3 separate regions of the Zea mays genome follow, and regions 2 and 3 are each linked to region 1. The links are chromatin contacts, called in public Hi-C maps. All regions are on one chromosome and are shown on one strand. The core of a region is the stretch at or near the end of the contact, and the rest is flanking DNA. Distances in the headings are between cores, read along the strand shown.

Evidence for each region. Hi-C and Micro-C count contacts between places; a contact is called where the count stands out from the background.
Region 2: a contact with region 1 is called in a Hi-C map of bundle sheath, with 3 times the contacts expected there. The contact joins the promoter of LOC100280416 here to the promoter of LOC103650023 in region 1. A contact is called at or near these places in 4 of 25 Hi-C or Micro-C datasets (bundle sheath, ear, endosperm and 1 more).
Region 3: a Hi-C map of ear shows a contact between it and region 1, with 3 times the contacts expected there. The contact joins the promoter of LOC542177 here to the promoter of LOC103650023 in region 1. A contact is called at or near these places in 2 of 25 Hi-C or Micro-C datasets (ear and leaf).

The regions. Positions count from the first base shown.
Region 1 is chr3:44,573,598-44,578,183 of Zm-B73-REFERENCE-NAM-5.0, reverse strand. It overlaps LOC103650023 (cyclic dof factor 2), which reads right to left and starts at 1,291. Exons shown (of 2, transcript XM_008675696.4): 1 at 870-1,291. The coding sequence starts at 992.
Region 2 is chr3:45,014,643-45,019,546 of Zm-B73-REFERENCE-NAM-5.0, reverse strand. It overlaps LOC100280416, which reads left to right and starts at 2,341. Exons shown (of 1, transcript NM_001153339.2): 1 at 2,341-3,477. The coding sequence starts at 2,461. The coding sequence ends at 3,210.
Region 3 is chr3:44,131,548-44,136,331 of Zm-B73-REFERENCE-NAM-5.0, reverse strand. It overlaps LOC542177 (PK protein), which reads left to right and starts at 1,306. Exons shown (of 3, transcript NM_001111796.2): 1 at 1,306-1,717. The coding sequence starts at 1,463.

The DNA of each region.
Region 1 (4,586 bases), core at 42-2,541:
AAGATTCTGTTTCTGTTCATAAGCACAGCAGAAACAACAAGTCCCTTGTCACACTCACACAACATGCTTTCATGTATAGTACACTGAAAGGTAGCCAGAGGAACCCCCCTCCCTTCTCAAAAAGAAAGACATCCAAAGGAACCTGATTAATAGTCTGTTAACTGATGTAACCTGAATGTTCCTTACCTTTTCCATGGCATTACTTACCCCCACGAAAACAAGAAAATTCTCAGCGATTTCTCCACAGACAAAGGCAATGTATCTTTCTAAAGAAAAAAAAAGGAAACAAAATCGTACGTGGACACTACGAAAAGGCAACCAATCTTCTTATCGTACATATTGAACATTTCGATTCCAAGCTATCACATCAAGCATGAACAGAAGTAATCCCTAAGCAGTCAGCACGAAACGATTATAGGCAGGCCGAAGGCTCACATGATTAGAATCTGGGTAAGGGATAAACCAACATAAATCTCCCCATAAATACGGCCGTAAATACGGAGAGTGACTTGTTGAAGAAACACGTATTGGAAGAAAATTCCCGTACAAACACTGAAGGAGCAAACACATAAACCCACAGCCTTTTTTTTAATGAGGTATGAAATCAAACAGGGCTCCAAAAGGAAGAATCTTTTCGCAGCAACAGCGACCAGAATCCCAGCAGGAACCATGATCCACCAACACGCATTTGACAGCGCAAAAGCAGGGGGGAGAAAAAGCGTATCCGATTCCGCTTTCCCGTCCTCTCCCTTTTCCTCAGAAACGGCCGGCAATGACCATCCTGCCCCCCCGCGAGAACCCGTCGACCATGAAAGATCCCTGTCCCTCGTCAGGGAATGAATCCGAGAACTGAGACTGTTGCTGCTCACCTCGGATGCGGCCGCAGCGGTGGCGGCGAAGACGGAGGAGTGGAGAACCGGGATGCTGCGGCCGAAGAGCTTAATGGCGGCGTCCTGTGCACAGTCCTGGTCCAGGCCTCCGGGCGCGGCCATGGCGCGCCGATCTCGGCCCCGCGGTCACCGGGAACAGGCGGCGCCTTGTGCGGAGGGCATGCGGGGTTCCCGAGGACGTGGTGCCGAGGAATGGAAGGGGAAGAGAAGAGCGAGAGGAAGACGGCGGTGATGATTGCGTGGGTGCTCGAGCGGAAAGGCGGCCTGCTGGTCTGGCCTGGACTCTGGAGCGAGGTTGTGCCCGGGCGAGGAGAATTCGGGGGCCTTTTTGCCCCCTTTTCTGATGGCTGCAGGAGAAGGGAGCGCGACCGGGGCAGCCGGTGAGAATGTGATAGCGGGAGGCGCGCGCGGGGCGTGTCCCGCTCCTGTGCTGTCAGGCGCCGCCTGTGCGACAACCGAGAAGCAACGAAGCAAGTACAATTCAATTTTTCCTAAATTACATTAGAGCACTTTTAACATAAATTGTATTGATATATCCTGTGCTCTAAATTTGCATATAATTTAACCCAACAGTTAGACCTTAAATAATTATTTTAAATAAATAAATCATAATATTAGAAAATAAATAGTTGAATATTAAGAGAAAACAAGTTTACTGCTCCAATATATAGGATACCATATTTAGGACCCAAGTGATAGAGCCTAATAATTATTTGATAATTTTATAAAATAAGATTACTGTTGGATGGTGTTTTATGGATCTAAACCTAATATTTTAGAATACAACCATGTTTAGAGCTCTTATAGAGACGCTCTTAGTATTCCTACATAGAGAAATGACTAGTACTCTATCCGTTTCAAAATAGTTATTGCTAAAATATTTATGATGACCAAACTTTTCAAGAGTAATAATAATTTAATAATTTATAAATATTTCTAGAAAATATAAATACAAATAAAAGCTCAAGTTTTTGGAATGCGGTCCAAATGAGCAAGTTATTTCCTCTATCACTTTGTAAGTATCGGTATGATATTAAAGGTGATCCATTTAACGATATTAATTATGATATATATATATATATATATATATTGTTAAAATGAATTTGTTTGACTTTTTGAAAATTGTAAACCCTTAAAATATGGTTTAAAGTATTAGCTAGTAATATATAATAAAGTTTATTTTAAGCCTATGTTCCATATGTGAGATATGTTCCTTGTTAAATCAACAAAAAGATCCTTATATGAGTTAACAATGTTCGAATAGACTTAAGCCTAGCTACAGGAGCAAAAGTCTCCTCAAAATTCAAACCTGCGACTTGAGCATAACCTTTTGCTACAAGTCTTGCTTTGTTTCTTGTCACCACTCCATATTGGTCTTGCTTGTTGCGAAACATCCACTTGGTGCCCACAACGTTTTGCTTTGGACGTGGCACCAGACTCCATACTTCATTTTCTCTTGAAGTTGTTGAGCTCCTCTTGCATGACCAACACACAGTTTGGATCCTGCAAGGCTTCTTCTACCCTAAAAGGCTCAATAGAAGAAATAAAAGAGTAGTGCTCACAAAAGTTTGCAATACGTGAACGAGTCGTTACTACCTAACCTTATGTCACCAAGAATATGATCAAATGGATGATCACTTTGAATGTTGGTGCGGACTTGGGTTCAAGGTTGTCACACCCGGTTTTGGAAGGCAACCCGAATGCGAACCATGTATGTGCAGGATCAGAAACTCACGTACACAATGATTACATAATTGGACATCATCACACATTGTTCAAAGTAAATAGCGGAAAGGTACTTTATTACATCAAGATGTCCAAGACATCCATAGAGTCATTACTTAACATAGTAATTAACATTACCAAAGTGTGGAAGGCAGCTGACTAGGGGTTTGGCTCTAACATAACTAGAACTCGTCGTAATCCTGGAACTCCTCAAAGTCCTCCATGTTGTTTGTATCTCCTCCTGAGCACTGAATACAGTGGGGTGGTTTTTAAAGCAAGGGTGAGTACACATCAACGTACTCAGCAAATGTCCCGTTTGGCTAAAGTGGGCTAGCTGTATATGAAGTTAAGGTTAAAGCAGTTGCTTTTAGTTGGTCAGGTATTTATTACTAGTAGTAAGCCAAGTTTTAGTAATAAGCCCAGTTATTACCCAGATGTACTCCCTCCAAGAGGAAATACCAGAGAATCATAGTTATAACCATCAATATTAATCATCATCATAGAGTATCCAAAGTTATTCTAATCAAAGAGGATCCCAAGGCTACTCTTAAACGTGAGCACGACTGATATACCAGTTTCTAACACTCTATAGAGGTTGTACACTTTACCCACGAGTCGTGATCCCTTTCCAGCCTAGGTTGTACAGACCCGATCTTCACTACCGAGGTGAATGGCCAGGGATACACTACGTAGCCTTTACAAAGGCTCCCCTGGTGCATAGCTGCTCGTTAGGTTTCACCAGTCATACAAACACAGTACACCTCCCTAAGGTGGGTGACTAACAAAACCAAATCAAATGAACCTTGACACCCACCCTTAGCAGAGCGAGCACTATGTCCCAGCCCCCATTGACGGTCCTCCGACAAAGCCAACCACACCCCTAGGTTCATCTAATTATTCAGCTAAGGACGTCCCATTCCACCCTCATGGTTGCACTGTTATCCCAGGTGGTCACTCAACGAACAGGTCCTTACGGAGAGGTACTCAGGAAACAGCCTAAGTCCCCTAAAGTATCACAACATCATCATCGGGATAACATCATCATATCATAAATATTCACATCATGTTCGTTGATTAAATTAAAGCAATACCATAAAGCTAACCATAATAACCCAAAAAGGTAACAAGGACAAGATGAATACAGACTAGTCAATCCTTAGGTTTCAATAAAGTAATGCGGGACAGTGAATTATAAAGTAAGTAGGACATAATAGGTCAGAGGACACTTGCCTTCACCAGGTTGCTGCTCAAGAAGATCTTCGACAACACACTCAGGAACCACGAGCTGCTTATTGTCTAAATAAAGCAATCATGTATTCAATACATTTAGATAAAGACAAATGAACAATACACCAAACATGTACAAACAAGTGAACGCATCTCAAAAGAACAATATAAACTCAAGAGGTAACTTCGGTTCTAGGGTGAACTAGCACCCTTAGAAGTTTGTGATCTCTAAGTATTATCTATATCCATAGATTACATAATTTAATTCCACTTATTTTAATGAGACACAAAAATTATACCAGGGATAGATTCGTACATTACATATTATTAATCTCACAAAGTTAAACATCTAATTACCATTGGGGTTTTCCTTTTTTTTTATTTTTCCTATTTAATAAGTAAATCATTACCTAAACTAATCTATAGTCTAGGCATAAAATTAGAATGTGCATACAGTGAATGATCATAATTTTAACAGATAGAGTATAATCCCATGAACATTTTGCAATTTGAATCACTCAATTTGGAGTTCATATGCAAAAGATATGAAATAAATAAGTTTTGGAATTTAAAACCCTAAATTAGGCCTAATTATGTAATTAAATAAAAGTCTAGGGTTCTATCTGCAAGAATATAGGGGCCTGCACGTGAAAACCAGGGACGGCGGGTTGGTTTCCGGAAAACCGAGGGTCTCTTTAGCAAAACTACCGCGTGAAGGGGTATCGGGTTCTATCAGCTGCTAGA
Region 2 (4,904 bases), core at 1,092-3,591, 440 kb before region 1:
CACAACAAGGAGATGATTGCAGTTAAGTATGGTAAGCAAACCATATGGGACATAGGAGACTCAAGATACATTTGCTTCTTCGAATTCAAGTTAGGTGATTCACACACTAATTGGTATTATATGCTAAGCTCTCATTTAGAACATCGTAAAAACCACATTAGAGGGAGTCACTCCAATAATATTGATGATCATCAATCTTTGAACTTCACAGAAGGTATATACTAAGTCCACTTTTCTAGTTTGTTAAGTTTTCCCACTAGCAATGCGGGTAAGACTCTAGTATTATTATAGCTCACGAAATATTAATTAAATTAGATGGGCTAGCCCATTTAAATTCAACAAGCACTCCCTCTATTTGTTTAAAAAAACTTTATTTTAGATATATATTTGCCCCTAAAACAAAAGTCCTTTTAGAAGAAGGAAGGCTAGATGTAAAAAGGGAGAGCCAGGTCGGTTCATCTCGAAATTGACCCATCGTTTCGCAACCTCCGTCGATCCATTTTAACATGGGATGTGGCGTGGCTGGGACACCACCACATCAAGTGACCTAACCTAGCCCAATTGGATCCTAGGTCTAGGAGTGTAATCGAATCAGATATGGACTGATATTGCTTTTTCCATATTTGTTTTCGTATTTTCTCTTCGAATCAGATATGTATATTATCGACATCTTAAACATCCAACTTTGAGTATAAGAATACTAATATAAATTAGATACTGAATACTCGAAATCGAATACGGATCAAATCTCAACCATTTTAAATAGATCAAACTCGAATATTGATAAATAATATCAACATTCAGCACCAAACAATAGTTTTAACAAAATTTAACAATTTCATCAATCCAGTAGCATCAATCAATATATCATAGATGTAAATTGGAGATAGTGTATTGAATTCGAATGGCCCACATGTCAGATAACAGATATAAAGATATGATATATATATGCAAAATAATATCTATAGATATTTTATTATATCCATACTTGTACATATGGATAATAAATGTCAATATATCCATATCTAATATATAATTACTCACTATTATTTATTCATATCCTTACCCTGGAGTAGAGTTCTGTCTTGAAGCCTTGAAGATCCACCGGCGCGGAATCTCATCGATTGGCTAGACGCCTACGTGTGGCGTGGCCCACCCGACTCTGACAACGCGGCTTTGCATGGACCTCCCGACGACCATTTCAAAAGGGTTCAGAATTTGGCTGCTCATGCGTTCACACAACTCGCTTTTGATCGCGACAGAAGCGCCTTTCTTTTGCGGTTTAGGCCGTACCAGTACAACCGCATAAAATTGACCTGGCTGTGGACTATGGTCACTGCTCCGTACAAGGAGACTCCCTGCACGGGGACCCGTGCTGAGCTTGGGCAACAAGAGTGGCAGGGGGTGGACCCAACAAGTGTGCCCGCCGATCGAGGCAGCGGTGGACCGACCGACCGTGGTCGTCGACGACGCTGGCTTTCCATGCAATGCAAGCGCCCTCAGTGACGCACGGGAAAAGGCGCATGCGGCGGCGGGGATCCTTTGCGGACAGGAGATGACGATGAGCGAGCGGTGGACCCAGCCAGACGGGTACCTAGGTGGGGCCCGCACCTCAGCGGCCGCCGGCCGCAGCCCACCGGCACGGCACGGCGTCCGCATGTGATGGGAATGGGATGGGCGGATGGCCAGCCGGCAGCCACCGCAAGCGCGGCAGCGACGCGGTTTCCGTAGGGCCCCACTCCACCGTCCGGTCCTCTCCTTTCGCTTTCCTCTTCCGCACCCATCGCTACGCACACCCTGAACCCCTACTACTACGTAGAGGCCTCATCAGCTGCTTATGTTTTCTTTTTCGTGTTTCTTGTTTTTGAAAAAAATCATGTGCACCTACTCCTATACTCTGCTCCACTCGTCCTCATAAAACATAAAGGAAAGAACTATTCCAACATTCAAATTTGTCTTGAGTTATAAGAGATAAAGTGTAATCCTTTTTAAAACCGAGTTTAAAAAATGATTAGATCGGCATACATATATAACCAAAGTATCAAGTATGGTTATATCACGAATGTCTTCCTATGATCAAGAGGTAGTTAAATACATCATTTGTTTCGCGCCCTAGAATTTCTAAAGACACCTTGTGTTCCACAAACAACAAGGAGGCAAGACATTAGGGCCAATTTTAGCTCACCTGCGTCTCTCAAATGCTGCTATGCTAATGTTTCGAAAGATTCTACTGAAAATGATGGTGTAGACAGCCCGTGTGCTCCCACCATTTCGGCCTCGCAACGCTGGCTGCTCACAGTATAAATTCCCGCTGGCCGCCGTCGCCTCCCGCTACCCGCCTCACCTTTCCTCGCCTACGCCTACCCCCACCACCTGTCACCCCAATCCAATTCCAAGCTGCGAGCTGTCGAGCTGCTGCACCTCCCCTCTCTCGCTAGTCGCTTCCATTCCCTTCGTCACATGGCGGCAAACCGCTGCACCGGCCTCGACCCAATCTGGACCCACGCCGGCGCCAGCCACTGCTACTTCTCGTCGCCCCCCGGCTGCCTCACCTCCGCGGCCGCCTTCGAGAACTCGGCGCTCACCTCGGCGCTCCGCGCCTCCATTGCGCCTGCCCACGCCAGCTCCGCCGCGGCCCGGCCCTTCTCCCCGTCCACCCCGTCCTCCTCGACCTCGTCCGCCTCCGAGCTCCTGTCCAGCGGCCACGACGCAGCTCCCGCGCCGGTGTCCAGCAGGCCGGGCCAGCCGCCCGCCGCCCGGGCCGTGGCGGGAGGACCTAGAGGGGGCCGCGTCGCCAAGCGCAAGCCGCGCCCGTCGCGGCGCCCGCAGACCACATACATCACCGCCGACCCCGCCAACTTCCAGCGCATGGTGCAGGAGATCACCGGCCTCCCCGCCCCTGGGCCCTCCTCCTCCTCCTCCCCCGCTGCCGCCGTCGCCGCGCCCAGCTGGACGCCCGCCGCGCCCGCGTGCGTGCTCCCGACACTGGACACGTCCGCTTTCTTCCTGCTCGACCGCGCCGCCGCTGCGCCAGCGCCGGTGGACAGGAGCCCGGGCGCGCGCGCGTGGACCGCGACGCACACGCACGCCGCCGTGGCAGCTGGGGCCGACGGCTCGGACTCGGCGGCGCTGCTAGAGCTGGAGGCACTGGTGCGCGCCATTGAGGGCGAGTGTGGCTTCCCGGCCCTGGAGAGCTCGGGGCTCATCTGATGAGTTGGGATTGGAGCTTTTGTCCGTCCGAATGTCCGATGGCACATGATCGGACGGCGGATGTCGGTTGAGCCGATGCCTTTGAGATGTATACTAGCAAGAAGTATTAGGCTGCTGCCTGCTTTTAGTTGAGTACATCTCTTCTCCATGAGGATTACATGCATGGTTCCTTCTATTCTAGTCAGTTAAGGAGATGACAGTGTTAATTACTTATTCCGTAATGAAATCTGATGGCTTTCTTAACGTGAAGGCCTTTGCGTGTTCCCTATTTACCTTTTGAGACTTTCAGTTTTTTCAGCAATCAGGAGTTCATGACTCAGGAGTAGAGATGGCAATGGGTACCCGAAACCCGAAACCCGGTGGGTTTTTACCCTATTAGGGGACGGATACGGGCTAATATCCAAACCCACGGGTTTCTTAATGGGTGATAAGCTAAACCCAGCGGGTACGCGGGTACGGGTATGGGATCCTAGTACCCATACCCGCAAACCCATGGGTTTCTAAAACCCGGCATAATATTATTAAACAAACAAAAAGTTCATTTTATGGCCTAGTAAACATGGTTGGCAGCCCAGCCCATTAGCTATCTATGAAATCTAGAGCCTCAGTGCAGGAACGATTGGCTAGCATCCGAATGAGCCCAGCCTAGTAAACATGGTTGGCAGCCCAGCCCATTAGCTTTCTTGTCGGGCACGGGTAGCCCGCGGGTACCCGGTACCCGGGTGGGCACGGGTACGGGCAAAAACTTGTACCCGGCTGCGGGCATGGGTTTCTTAGCGGGTATATTTTAATTTCACGGGTACGGGTTTGGGAACATAGTACCCAGCGGGTACGCGCCCGTTGCCCTCTCTACTCAGGAGGGGATCAGGGGAGTTGCACGTAACAGCCCCATGGTTCTGGTTTCGTTAAACGGCAGCCAAAAATGGCAGCCATCAGGCCATGCAAATATGCATGTAGTGCTGGGAATCTGGGCTGGGCTTTTCGGGCCAGCACGAGCATGGCCCGAAGGCGGGCCTGGGCCGGACCTCAAATTCCGACCCGTCGGGCCCCGGCATGTCCCGCATAAATGGACTGGGCTTGGGCCGACACGGCCCAATTAAGCCCAACCTGTTTAATTTCTTTAATTTAGTAAGATATCGACGTTATATTGTTGTTATATTTCGAGTTTATGTGGTTAAATGTTGCTAGAATTATTTAATATCTTTAATTTAGTAAGCTATGAACTTTATATGGTTGTAATATTTTAATTTTATGTGATCAAATATACGGGCCGGGCTTGGGCCGACACGGCCCAACGAAGACACGACGTGGTTTAGGGCCGGACTGGGCCACTGTTTTTACACTTCGGGCTGACACGGCACGACCAAAAATTGTTTGGCCTTTCCTGGCCCGAATCCGTTTGGCATGAAGCACGATGGACTTGGGACGGGCTGGCCCGGCCCGGCCCAATTCCCAGCACTATATGCATGCACTGCACAACACACAGCACATCACTTAGGGATGGCAACGGGGAATTCCTCGTCGGGTTTTAGCTCCCCAAACCTGTCCCCGCGACGAAATTTTTTTCCCGCGGGGATCCCCACGAACGCTTGTGGGAGACATTTCTTCCCCATCTCTGTTCCCCGCGGGGATAAATCCCCGTCGAGGATCCCATCCTCGCTTAAATTATAATTAAATCGTACTTCATTTGTTAT
Region 3 (4,784 bases), core at 57-2,556, 440 kb after region 1:
AATCCTAAGATGAGGAGGGGGCTCAAGGATTTGCATGATCAATTGAAGGACTCAAGAACACAAGGATTAGAGTGGTTCGGACCGCCGGAGCATAATACACTACATCCATTATGGACTGTATTGCTTTAAGAATTGAGAGTCTGAATGTGCATTTCTGCCTGTGTCCTTTGCATAGCATGTGCTTCCCTTTTATAGTCTAAGGGGAACATGCACAAGAATGGTGGACCCCGACAAGTGGGCCCTGTGTGCCTATATTAAATACATATCTCTTGGAGTTATAAGTGCATTGGTGGGCTAAGATCTTCCCCGGATATCGCGCTGACTCCATGACTAGGTGTGTTCTTCCTATCACCTCGGGTTTGCCTTGGCAACCATCCACCGTGCTGACTGCTGGGCTGGATGTACTAATGCGTGAAGGATCCAATCTTATATCTTTGTGTTGTCACATCTGGTCTGCACAACAACGGGAGTATCGAGTGGCCGAACGACGCTTCATGATGGCGTTGCTCACGCGGACGAGATAAGCGCCTCTGTAGCTTGCATTAGTTTGAGTAGGCATTGTATGCATGCGATACAGGTGAACTGTCGTGTTCCTTGGTAACGCGTGAGCAGTCTTGTCAGTCTGCCACACTTTGTAGCCCGTTGTGCACCCTTCAGCCACTCTACAATAAATGCGAGTATTGTGGCTGCTGATAGGGAGTTCCATCTGGACGAAGGTTTGAGCTATGGGCCAAGGGACAACATGGCGACTCCAGACCCCTGCCACCGTGAGGTGCGAGTTCCGAGGTTGTGTACAACAAGCAAACCCTGGGCTTTCGTTCGCTAGGGGTCTGACGACCTGGCGCATGCAACTCAAGCCCCTTACACGCGTCAGACCAGGACCTGTCTTGGTAGGGTTAACCGTTCCTTAAGGTAGTGGTGTGAATACCCCAGTTACAGGGTATCAACAGTCTTTAATATAAATATTTAATATATAAAGATAAGATATAAATAACATACTTAGAGAGAAATAAGATATTAAAAATAAATATTTTTTAAAAATCTGTAAATAAGAGATATAGAGATGTAAAATACGGTTGAAAATAGTCCTAGCTAATGCCAACTAATAAGTCAAGACTAGCCTCGGTCGCCTTTGCCCCGTCGGATTTCGCGCATACGGTGGGAACCGAACTGCGCTCTGCCCCCCATGGTTTTGACCGCAAAAGGTTTTGGTTGCCCGTCCCTAGCAGACACGCGGTCAGGCGGGCCCACTTGTCCCTCTCTTCTCTGCCTATAACTTCCCATCCCTCTCTCGGTCCCTCCCTTAATTCCGTCCACAGAAGAAGAATCCTTCTCGACGCCGCCCCCATTCATTCTTGGAGGGCAAGAAGAACGCGCAGTCCAAAAGCGAAACAAGGGGAAGGGGCGAGGCAGCCAAACGAATCCCAGCACCTGCCTCTCCTTTGCTTGCGCAGATCTAGCGATGGCGGCGGGCGGTGAGTTGGCGTGGGGGGAGGAGCCCGTGGCGCGGCGCCGGCCTAAGACCAAGATCGTCTGCACGCTCGGCCCGGCGTCGCGATCCGTCGAGATGATCTCGCGCCTGCTGCGCGCCGGGATGTGCGTCGCGCGCTTCAACTTCTCCCATGGCTCCCACGAGTACCACCAGGAGACGCTCGACAACCTGCACGCCGCCATGGAGCTCACCGGGATCCTCTGCGCCGTTATGCTCGACACCAAGGTCCTTCCCCCGCCCTCGCAATCTCCTTACCTTCCTTCTCAATCCCCGCGGTCTCGTGCTACGGTTCGCGATCTGCGATACGGTGTTGTTTCCTTACCTTCCTGTGCCGTCTGCTCCACTTAGGGCTTGTTCTTTTTGCTCTCAATTTATGTGGATTGGGTGGATCATGTGGATTGGGTGGGATTGAGTGGGTTTCAATCCCGAACAAGTCAAAATCTTTCATAAATTTTTTCAATCCCATCCAATCCACATGGGATACGAACCATCTTGGTTGCTGGGTTAGTTCCTGTGACGGTTAAACCACAATTTCAGTTCCTATGGTCAACTTTTAGGGATCTGACGTTAGATGTGATCTCTACTCCCTTTTGTCGGCGCCGACGTTCTTTTGGACGTTCTTGATTCCTGGGTCGGATTGGCGGAAATCCCGACCAATCGCGTTGTCCCGTGTCCTTACCAGAAAAGCAACTGGCTGCTTGTGCCTGCTAGTACTTGCTTTAGTACTACAGGCTAATTTGGTTGTCAGCTGCCAACTGTGGACGACCAATTGGCGACTACTTCAGATCTCTGAGCATCTAAGCATTAATGTCCAGCAACCAGCATGTAGCTTGGCTCACATGCGAGTTGTGCAATAGGATGGAGTTACTCGTCCTTTGGCTTGTTGTCCCTTTCCTTTCACCATTGGCTGTGGCCTGTGGGCCTGTGGTCCTCATCCACGGCTACTTGCCCTTTCTATGTCTCAGTCTTAATAACTGAATTTTTTCTGTTCTGGTCTATTTTTGACCTGGGTTGCTAAAGTCTGGTAGTGTTATAATTATCTGAAAGTGATAATGAAAACTGATCACAATATTGTTTTGATTTTTTATCTTCAATTCAAATGATGGAAGAAAATGTAACTGTGATTAATCGACAAATGAAATGATGTTAGGAAAAGGGAAAATTCAGAATTATTCCATCCTTGGTCTTCTTTTTTTGCTTTTCTTTCTTTGTTTTTTTCCTGATATTATTAAGTATTTTGTGGAAATTTTTAGTTATCTAAAGAGGCATAATTTAGTGATTGTGGATGCACTAATGATGCATCTGTGCTTTATACACAATAATATGAAGTAAGCAACATATGGAACAAAAAATGATTTAAGTCAAATATGTTGGTGTGAGTTTGCCATTACTTGATTTGAATATGGTAGCATAGCTGAGGTCCTTGACACTATCATTCAGCTGAGGCCCGTTTCATGCTATCCTGTCATGCATCTAGGACATGAGCAATTTTCCATAAGACAATGTGTAACAAAGTTTGACTGTTTTTATATAAAATGATCTCAGTCACTCAGTAATTCTTGTATATAATTGTTTGCCATCTTTTCTCAAATGGAAACATGCTTGTAAAATCAATTTAGGCTTTGTGATATAGAATCTTTTATAATGTTAGCGAGTTGGTAAAATGTTTGGTTGGGTAGTTTGCCTAGTATAGTTATGCTATGGCCAGCATCGTGCATATAGTTGTGCAAAACAATGTTCACTGTTTACAGTGTAGAGTTTGAAATAGGAGTTGTGGATGAGTAATCTGCTGGAGATAGCCTTAAGCTATTATGAAGCACAAAGGGTGGTTTTGTTTGTACTAGCTGGTGAGACTCAAATGAAACTTCCACCAAACCTGATCAGGACATCTGTGGGTGATTAAAATAGACAACTTGTTTCTATCTTTGGTGTGGTTTATTAAGTTCTCTTAAGCTTGATGAAAGCATGTTGGTATTTTCGTTAATTTTCTTTTACACCCTATACTGTCCTATGCTTTCAACCTTGTAGCATCCATGAGTCAACCAAAACATTTCAATCCACCATCTGTACTTGCTCCTCTAATCTGTTTTGAACCATTGAGCACAACCATCAAGCCACACTGAATTTATGTGAGCAGTCAATCATGGTCAGCAGGGCAGACAAACATATTAGTAATCACAATCAATGTCTAACCTGGTCTAGTCTTGTCAGGTATTATCTAGCTCCCTTTGTGTTTAGGTCACCTTGAGGGAAGTTTTTTCTGTTTGTTTGTCATCTTGAGGGAAGGCTACCTCAGCTAGTTGCTTGGTTCCTACATGAAACCTGGAACAGATCAAACCTGCAAAACCTTGAGGTCTTACTTTGTATTTGTTATTCAGGCAGGGAAAATGGCGATAAATACAGCATATCGGTTGAAATTCATACCGTAAATATCCCTTTGACCACCCTTTGTTTGATATCCTTACTGAGTACTGACACTTGTCATATTCTTTGCATTATTATTATTATCTTAGAACATATACTGTTTGTCTATTCAGCCCTGATCTCAAACCATGCATCTGCAGCACCCAATTTATATCAATTTCAATCAGCAGATATTAGCCCAATAATTCAGATGTGAAGAAATTTGTGTAGCTGACAGTGTCTGAAGTTCTGAACTGAGAGCACATTACCTCGTATGACCAGCCAATCAATTCCAACTTGCATTCCCTCATTCTGTCCCAACCAAATGGGATTTTATCTAATGCACTTATTCTAACAACCAATTAACCCTCTTAGTTATCCTGTACCTTTGAACCAAAAATGTGCATTATGTCTTTACACTCAAACCTGACATAGTACAAGTTATAAAAGATTAAGCAGCACTTTCTGAAAAAAACTCTATGGTTGGGTTACCAAAGTTGATCCAAAGTAATAATTTTTGGGAGCACCATTTATGATTAACTTTGCCTTAGATATTATATAATTACCCTCTACTACTACTGCATGGATTTGTTTGACTCATCTTACTGGCTGTTATTGCACATTCTTGCATTTTCTTTGTAAAGTAAATATTCTGATCAAACTCGAGCCATGAACAGTACTGCAAATGGGTGTGGTGAGGGACTATTTGTCTGTTTGGTTGGGATCTGCCAGGCATTGATCATGACCCCAGACAGATGAAACTGTGCGCCTGGGAGCACTGCCTGTGCCTGGCAGGTTTCCTAGGGATCCCAAGCAAACAGCCACTGAAAGTATATATATTCATGTCGAAATGTTTGCTTGCGTTCACTATAATATGCCTCCCTATCAA